Regions from separate parts of the Anas platyrhynchos genome. Here region 1 is linked to region 2. The links are chromatin contacts, called in public Hi-C maps. All regions are on one chromosome and are shown on one strand. Each heading gives the region's core, a stretch centred on a gene start, on an enhancer-like site or on the middle of the called end of the contact. The rest is flanking DNA. Distances are from core to core; before and after follow the strand shown.

The links. Hi-C and Micro-C count contacts between places; a contact is called where the count stands out from the background.
Region 1: a contact with region 2 is called in a Hi-C map of liver, with 3 times the contacts expected there. The contact joins two enhancer-like sites. A contact is called at or near these places in 4 of 8 Hi-C or Micro-C datasets (F5 follicle, liver, skeletal muscle and 1 more).

The regions. Positions count from the first base shown.
Region 1 is chr2:135,181,886-135,186,282 of IASCAAS_PekinDuck_T2T, forward strand. CDK6 (cyclin dependent kinase 6) reads left to right here. Exons shown (of 8, transcript XM_027450782.3): 7 at 2,985-3,120. Among named protein-coding and RNA genes, the nearest start is that of FAM133B, 22 kb to the right of the region's middle. Within about 2 kb of position 2,021, at least 4 of the 8 cell types and tissues checked have an H3K27ac peak or open chromatin away from gene starts, as enhancers often do.
Region 2 is chr2:134,998,877-135,003,114 of IASCAAS_PekinDuck_T2T, forward strand. No RefSeq gene overlaps it. Among named protein-coding and RNA genes, the nearest start is that of CDK6, 59 kb to the right of the region's middle. Within about 2 kb of position 1,750, at least 1 of the 8 cell types and tissues checked has an H3K27ac peak or open chromatin away from gene starts, as enhancers often do.

The DNA of each region.
Region 1 (4,397 bases), core at 771-3,270, 180 kb after region 2:
AGTGCTCGTTTACCTACCTCTGTCTTCCCTTTTATATGGGGGGGCTGCAGGAATCTAGGGATCTGCATGAAAGCAGAAACGGAGAGAGAGAGAGAGAGAAGGCTGAAACATTACTCTTTCAAACTTATTTCAGAGACAAGATAGTAAAATTTCTAGGGAAAAGAGCTTAATTGGAATAAATAATGAATTTCTTTGTTTAGCCATGTTTCCAGTTCACAAATCATAACAGATTTGTTTCTAAGGATTTTCATTATTTAATATGAGGTTCCTAAATTGCAGGTCTTGATTTCACACAGTTGACTTCCTTTTCCTGCATACCATACCAGTGTATGTGACTCACTTGCGTGGTTAATTTGTCATGCGCTGAATAGCTCTTCCTGCACAATCCAGAAAAATCAGTCCTTAAAGTTTACTTTTTCTTCTTCTGCCAAAGCTACTCTTTTAGTCTTACAAAATTCTGCTTTATTAAACAAAGACAGTTTGGATACATGCAACATATTTTTAATAATAATAACAATAATAATAAAGACATAGCCGTGGTTTATTTAAAGGATTTTTATTTGTTTATTACATTAAAGGAGAAAAATCCAAATTAATTGGGATAGGATTAAATGGGGTTGATAGCAGCAACCTCCGATGGGATCTTTTCATCCCTAGGGGGCGAGATTACCTGTGCAGAAAAGAATTCATCAAGAAAAGAAAATGCCGTGCTAATTTTAGAATAAATTCCTTATTACACGTTTATTTAAAGAGAAAGTTTGCTTTTGTTTCTTTTTGTGCAGTTCTCCTTAAATAGTTCAAAAGTCTCTTGCTTGGGTTTGGGGGTGAGGGGGGGGTATGCTAAATAGTGTTTATTTTGTGTTTTCACAGCTGGAGAACCCCCTACAGTTAGGCATAGTTCTTCTTGTAGGAGGATTGTTTCTTTCTACAGTAGTGAGTCATTCTCCAGACTAATTTGGACAGAAAGTAGTTTCAGGATTTTCATGCATGCTGGACTGATGTATTCTTTCAGATAATCGGGCTGTGGTCTACCTTTGTTTTACATGTGCGTTCTGATCTGCGTCAGGTAAAATTCCACTGCGTTTGAGGGTAAATCCCTAGGAGGTGGCCCAAAACAATTTCCTGCTTTTCCAGGACACCGTCAGCGTGTGGGATGTCCTCACAGATTTCAGGGTAAATGCCGCAATGGTGTGAGCAGACTTGTCTCTCATTGTGATCAATGGGAGTGGAAAGTACTCAGCATTTCTCAAGACCAGGCCTGAACCTTTGGCAGGAGGTGAAACTCATCCAAGATACTCCCAAACTTAGTCACTGAAATGGTAGTGCTACCAGACCAGAGTGAGGGCATCTACTCAGACATTCATTATTAAGAGTTTTGAATACTACGTGAGTGTGTAACTAAAAATATCTTTCCTTTCCACTCTTGGTCTTCTCCACCCTACCTGCCTGACAGGCTGCCTCCTCATTTCTTTTTGTTAGTTTTGCCTGTGCTTATTCTGCCCTCTTCACGCTCTCTCATGCAAACATTAAAAAAATGGGACTAACCAAACACTTTTGAATGGCAGGCTAAATGTCACGGTTATTTAAAATATTTAACTCCCCCATCCTCTTATGGTGCTATTTGTGTTACATTTAATACAGGTTCAGATCCTTGAACAGCTAATCACATAGCTTTAACCACTGTGGCAAAGAGCATTGCCCCATACTCCTGACATACCTGTGGTTATAAAAAATAATAATAATTTAATTTTTCGTACAGTTTTAACTCATCTTTTCCCAAGAGTTGTGGTGTTTTCTGATGTACTAAAGTGAAATTGTCCTGAGATTTTAATTGCTTTGCCCTTCTAGTCATGCAGTGTTGTTTGTTTTTGTTTTTTTTTAGCTGAGCCAAATTACAATCTAAAACCTATGTAGACAGAGGTGTAATTCTACCAAATTCAGTGAGGTAACATACGACTTACATCAAAGTTTTTGACCCTAGGCTTCACCCAGTCTTACCAGCCTCAGTAAGAAGAAAGGTCAATGCTGCTCCCTAGTGGCATTGGGCTTAGTGCAGACCCAAGTATTTATGGTTCCTTCTCCTCTTACCCTGTCAGCATTTCAACTAAAAATCTCAACTTTACAGGCTGTAAAGATTGATTTTCCATAAAATCTGACAAGTACTGTGTGGTCTTTTCTATAATTTCCATCAGAAATTGGCATTTCACCACTACAAACATTAAAATCAAACTAAAACATGAAATGTATGTGACATGATCCAACATTAGAGGTTTACCTACTATTTCATTTATTTGGGTTTTGCAATCTTAGCATACTTATTTAATGAGTTTAAATACCTTCTATAGTTTAAAGTAATAAAGACAGAAATTATAAAAATAAATTCAAATATTTTATTAAAGGGTAAAAAACAACTAAAATACAATGGAAAGTAAAGATATAAAGAACTAGAGTCCTGTGCCACTTCTGAACTGAGACTTTGAAACCTGTATTGTGAAGCAAATAAATTGTTTAACTTTAGGCAACAATTCCTGCACATAGCTTTGAAGCATTATGAAACATCCCTTTTATTGCCTTACCCTCATCTTGACCCATACTCTTCTCTCAATCCCTATTCTTGTGAATAAAGGTCCTTGCATGCAATTCCCCTTTGAAACTTACTGCTTTTAATCATCCTGGAGTGACATATGTTGCACCATCCAGTCAAGAGCTGAGCAAATTTCTTCCAAAGCACTCAGTCTTTTTTCAACAAAAAGACTCATAAAATTGAGACCTAGGCCAGAAAACTGTGCTGGCCACAGAATGATTTCTACATTGAAGGCCTACACTCATCACCCTCTATTCACAGTGATCAGTGCCTTACTGTACAACTAATCTCATTTAAACCAAAAGACTTACTCATAAAGTAAACTGCTACTCAGTATATTCAATACAAAGGGAAGACTGTGTAAATGTCCAGAGCTGACATTATGTTTTGCCTTTCACAGTGTAATTGGACTCCCAGAAGAAGAGGACTGGCCTAATGATGTTGCCCTTCCAAGAAATGCTTTCGCTTCCAGACCTGCACAACCTATTGAAAAATTTGTACCAGATATTGATGAACTGGGCAAAGACTTGCTTCTCGTGAGTTTCCGTTTGTTGTTCTCCAAACCACATGATTGATAGCCACATGCCAAGAAACATTTATATTTCCATTTAATGAGCTTATTAAAGAAAAACTCAAAAGCAGGTAGGCAAATTCATGTAAATCTATGAAACATCAGTACAAAGACACCACCTTTGACTCATGAGGTGTCAAAAGTAGGAATAGTTGGAGGCTAGGAAACTGTCAGGCATGTACATGTTCTGCATGTCTTTATACCATATGCTTTGATCCTCCTTGCTGACTGCTCTTGTGTCACTGATTCAGCCACTCTTGTGGTATAAGCCTGAGCTGAGTACAGAAACTGATCTACCATTTTTCATAGTATAGTGGGCTGAGTGCAAAGCAGAAAATAGGCTGTAGAAGCAGATTACATCTGCGTGCCTTCTACTGAATGCTGGAAACTTCCAATTTGGAATTCACCAATTAATCATTGCCTCTTAAACATGGCAGGATTGAAAAGAAGCAAACAAATTGTGCTGGTAAAGCTGGTAAGATTGAATTTAATTAAATTATTTTCAATATTTCTACAGATATTTTAGAATCCTTGACCCTCAAGTTCAGTCTTGGAATTGAATATTGAGAATGGTCTTGCCTCAGAGTTTGCCTTTTGCTGTGCTTGTTGAAATCTAGCTATATTTGCTCTCTGGAAGCCTTTGAAAGAACTTGGTTCACTTGAGCTCAGTAGAGTGGGGTCAGTGCAAATCTTGAAAGATTTTCTGCATCCCTTCAAGCCGTTCCTAGCTCCAGTGAAATTATCTCTATATAACAGCAGGTCATTCTCCACTGTCCTTATAACTGCAGCTGTGATAAAGTGGACTGCATCTGGACACTTGAAATGATGGGAGAAATGCATCTTTTGTGCTTGCAGGCAGCTTGGGAATGGAAGCTAGACATGGGAAAATAACAAGATTTTGAGAACAACAAGGACAAAAGCATGTCAATGAGCTCAGTGAGTGTGAGACATTGATGGGAGGGAAGAAGAGAAAAATACCTGTGCCTAGATGGTGAGGTGGGAAGTTGTTACTGTTAGACAAAAAGATGAGAAGTGGAATTTCTGAGCTGGCTGGACAAAGGCAGGGATACGGATCTTGAAAAACAGCAAGCAAAGTAGAGCTAGGAAGAAAAGGGAGAATTCCCAGTGGGATGATATGAAAGCTTTTATGAGGGAACCTCAGAATGGAAGTCTACCATCACCTGAACATAAACAGTGGAATTAGAATGAAAAGCAGGGAACAAAAATGTATCTGCAACAAGC
Region 2 (4,238 bases), core at 500-2,999:
AAAGATGACACCAAAGTGAATTTTGTTTTATTCTGATTCTTATTTCTCCTTTGCAGCTGTATTTCCTGGTGCTTTTCAGATGTACAAGATGTGCTACAGATAGTTTTTGTCATGTGTGAGCAAGTGGAGCTCAAACCCAGAAGAAACTAATTTGAGATAATACTTAGAGAAAATATGGTTATTCAAAACACTTGAAACTCTCCACTCATACTAGTAATTTAGTTTTAGTTTAATTGAATACGTCCTTTTCACAGTATTAGTTGCTTCTGGACTGTTTCCTTCAAATTTCTTTACTTGCCCAATTACATTATTGTTTTTTTAATTGCAGTACAAAAAAAAAAAAAAAAAAAAAACACACAAAAGAAAATGAAACAGATCTTTTCTTATGAAGAACATTTTTTTGACAGCTGCAATCTGGGAAAAAAAAAAAAAAAGTTTTTGGAGCATCCATAACTTACCTCTGCTACTCTTATTTCAGTTCATAAATTCTGTTTTAGATTCTGTGATTTTGTGATTGTCCAGAAAAAAAATCATATTTCTTATTGTCATTGTGAAGATACGTTTCTCCATTATGCTTCTAAATTCGACAATTATTTAATTGATACATTTTGTTTATGATTTTTGCATAGATGTCAATTTCTGCAAGATTTTAGTTGCCTTGAGATTGTACAATGCTAGAATGTACAATGCTAGAATGGAACTGCTTAGAGAAGACTGATAAGCAGCTTATTTATATGTGGTATCAGTTCACTTTCAGACAGACTCTTTAAGTGATACATACTTAGCTCTTATTACAGATGCCGCATTTTTCTTCTAGTGAAGAAAATATTTTCGGTGGAATAAAATTCTGTGTTCTGCCTTTTCCTCACTAGTTAAACTTCCTTCATGTAGCCCTTTTTGCTCCTGTACATTTGGAATAGGTTAACACTAGTTTATATCACTAGATTTTCATTTGGGATCCAAGAACTGTGGGTTTGCATGTACAGAGCAACAGCACAGCAAAGATTTAAATAGATATGAATTTTAAAGTGGGACTTCAGAGATTTAATTAAATGCAGTTTTAAATTAAACAAATGCTGTATGACATTTCATTCTTTTTCCTTCTCCTTTATTCTCTCTTCTCAGTATCCCCCTCTCTATTTTCTAATTCAATTTTTTGAAGCTTTATTTTTGCTTTTATTTCCTTTTTTATTTGTCTTTATTTCTCTTACTTTTTTTTCTTATTTTTTTCTCTTTTTAATTTTTCTTTATTTCTCTTTTTTTTTTTCTCTTTTATTTCTCTTTTTTCCATTTATTGTTTTAATTCTCATTTCTTTCTTTCCTCCCATTCTTGACACTTTTTTTCTTTCCAATTTCCAATTTCTTTTCAATTTTTTTTCAAAAAATTTTGCTGGGAAAAAAAAAAAATAATAATACATTTGTCCAGGTCAGAGCAACAGCTGAAATAAAATAAAATGAAAATAAATAGGCCTGATTTTCAGCTAAGGTACAGGTTGTGTAGAAACCTTACCAATTCCAGCCTGCACTCACCCTGTATTTCTGACACAATGTTCTTCCTTTTTCAGAGGCTATGCAGTGACAGTTACAGTGGTTTTGTCTATCCATGTATCCAAGAAGTTCAAAGACGTGTAGCCAGGAGTGGTAAAGATACTACATCTGGAAAAGATTGGTGTAAATGTGCAGTGTTAGTCACCATAGTGCTCTACATTGATGCACAGTGCTGTTAAAGTACTTCCACTGGTGCACGCTAGAGGAACAGAAGTAGCAAGCTCGATCCACCACTGACAAACTAAGCTTCCTGATACTACTGTCAATAGATGCTTGAGTTCTTGGAATCCCTTCTCTGCAGCAGTTCAGAGTGAGGCTAGCTCAAAGTGAAGTGAAAACCATACACATATTTCAGCTTGCATGTGGCTATAGCAACACATTTCCTTTTTTTTTTTTTGTCTTTGCCTTATGACAAACCTCTTGATTACTCTTGCAGTGACTATTCATGAACCATATGTTGCATGGCATGTGTGTGGACACATAACACGTGGATCTCACATTTTTAAACAGTATCTGAAGTGATGGCTTTCCTTCTATTCAGTTGTAAAATTGTCACTTGCTGCTGTACCATGCATTCTCACTAAGGGAAGAGATGGGTGGACAGCATGAAATAGTAAGTTAATACTGCGCTGAAGTGAGATCAAAAGGGAAACATACATTATTCTGTGTATATCTCAGCTGAGATTTCTGAGATATTGCGTATCTAGGTGATGAAATAGAAAGATCTCTTTCTGTTCCACTGTTAATTTCAGAAGTTTTCAGCCTTTTTCTTACTGGAACTTTGACAGTTCCTCAGAACACTTCCCTCTTCTAATATTCTGGGAAGAGAGCAGCACACAGTACTTCTCCTAAGATTTGAGATTCATTATAAAATACTATGCAATTCTGCCTCTCTTAAACGTTGGGTAGCCTCTATGCACACTTTGCTTTCTGTGTATCTTCAAGAAGTTCCATCTGGACAAAGTCAAGGCAAAAGTTTTCATATAACATTGCTGTATCTCACTAGAAAAATTCTGGGTTTATGATGTCTTGCATCTGTGTATGTTTCACTAGTAATATAATGATTAGGCATCACACACAGGTATTTCAGTATTACTTTTCATTACAGGTGTAACACCTGCATTTCTGCAAGAGTAGCACAGAACTGTTTTATTTGTACTTGAACAGTGTACAAGAACTGAGATTAAAAAAGGAATTAATAGAAAGGAAACAGTAAAGGGAGACAGGTATGTGTGTGGCAAAGTAGAACTAAATATGCATACCCTTTTCCTCTCAATTTTTCCAAACCAATATTTTAATAAAATACTAGGAAGCTTAATCAGAGAGTCTTTACAACAAGTGTTCTCCTTGGGTAGGTACTGATAGGGATTCATCCTGACCTGTAAGTTCTCCACAATTCCCTTGAAAAACTCCATGCATCAAAAGCAGTACTTTGCATCAAGCACAGCCGCTTCTCCTCGTCCTCTGTGACCTGTCTTTCCTAAAAAGCCTGCACCCATCCATTGCAGCCATCTATGTATATTTGCTGTCCTACCTTGTCTCCATAATCCAAATGAGATCCTAACTCTGCAGCTACACACAGACTTTGAGTTCCTCCTGTTTGTTTCCCACACTGTGAGTGTTCCTGTGCAGGCACTTAGGGTGTACACCGTTCATGCTGCTTTTGGAAGAAAGTGTGAGAGCCTTTATCATGCTATCTCCTGGGTATTCCTCACCGCCACCCATGCCTTTGCTTCTCTTCAAGCTCTGGTCACCTTGCCCCATGAACTCAGCTGATGATGGCAGTGAGTTCACAGCAAAACTGAGCAGCTTTTGTGCAGGCAGTGCTCTTTCTCTAGTGTGCCACCAGTGTATGCAACAATGAGAAGACAGAAGTGTCCTGCTTGAGCCAATACTGTGATGATGGATAAAGATGTTTCCCAGATCGTGAAAGATCCCAATCTTAGGGAAAAACAACAACAACAACAACAACTGATTGACTACAGAAATTATTAATGGTCATTAAGACTAAGTATGATCTACATAGACATTTTTTTCTTTATTGCTCTGATTGATTGTACAAGTGGATGTGTGAATGTGTGTGTGTTTGCTGTTACTTCTTTGTCTTTCTTCAAAGTAAAAGACAAAGGGCAAGAAGTATATTGAGACTAGTCTCTGGCCTCACAGTAAACTAACCAGTAGATCTAAGTTTGCAGTTCACCTTGGCCAACTCTACATTAGACACATTTATCTGACCAAAAAAAAAAAAAAAGTTGTTTGGGAGAAATTACGTTTTTAATGAGATTTTTTTTTCCATTGCATAGACAAAACTGAAAGTGCTTTTGTCAGTGTTATTGATTTCACCAGGGAAACTGCTGTAACCAGGTCAGTCAAAACACCGCACCTCCATAAAAAGTCTTTGCTGTCATGCTCCTATCAGCAGATGTAGCAGTGACATTTTCTCTAATATAAATTTGTTGTAGACTACTTCTCCTGTAATAAAAGGTAAGCCAACAAAGCCATTATTATTTATTTCCAACATGTTTGAGGCACAGCAGTTAACCCATGTACTGAGCTACATTCTGGTTACAAAATCTAGTTTTTCTTGTTTAAATAGTCTCAACACAGTCACAGGAGAAAAACAGTAAATACGTTAAAAAAAAAAAAAAAAAGTAAAATATGCTGATTGGTAGTGAGCTCAAGTGTTTTTG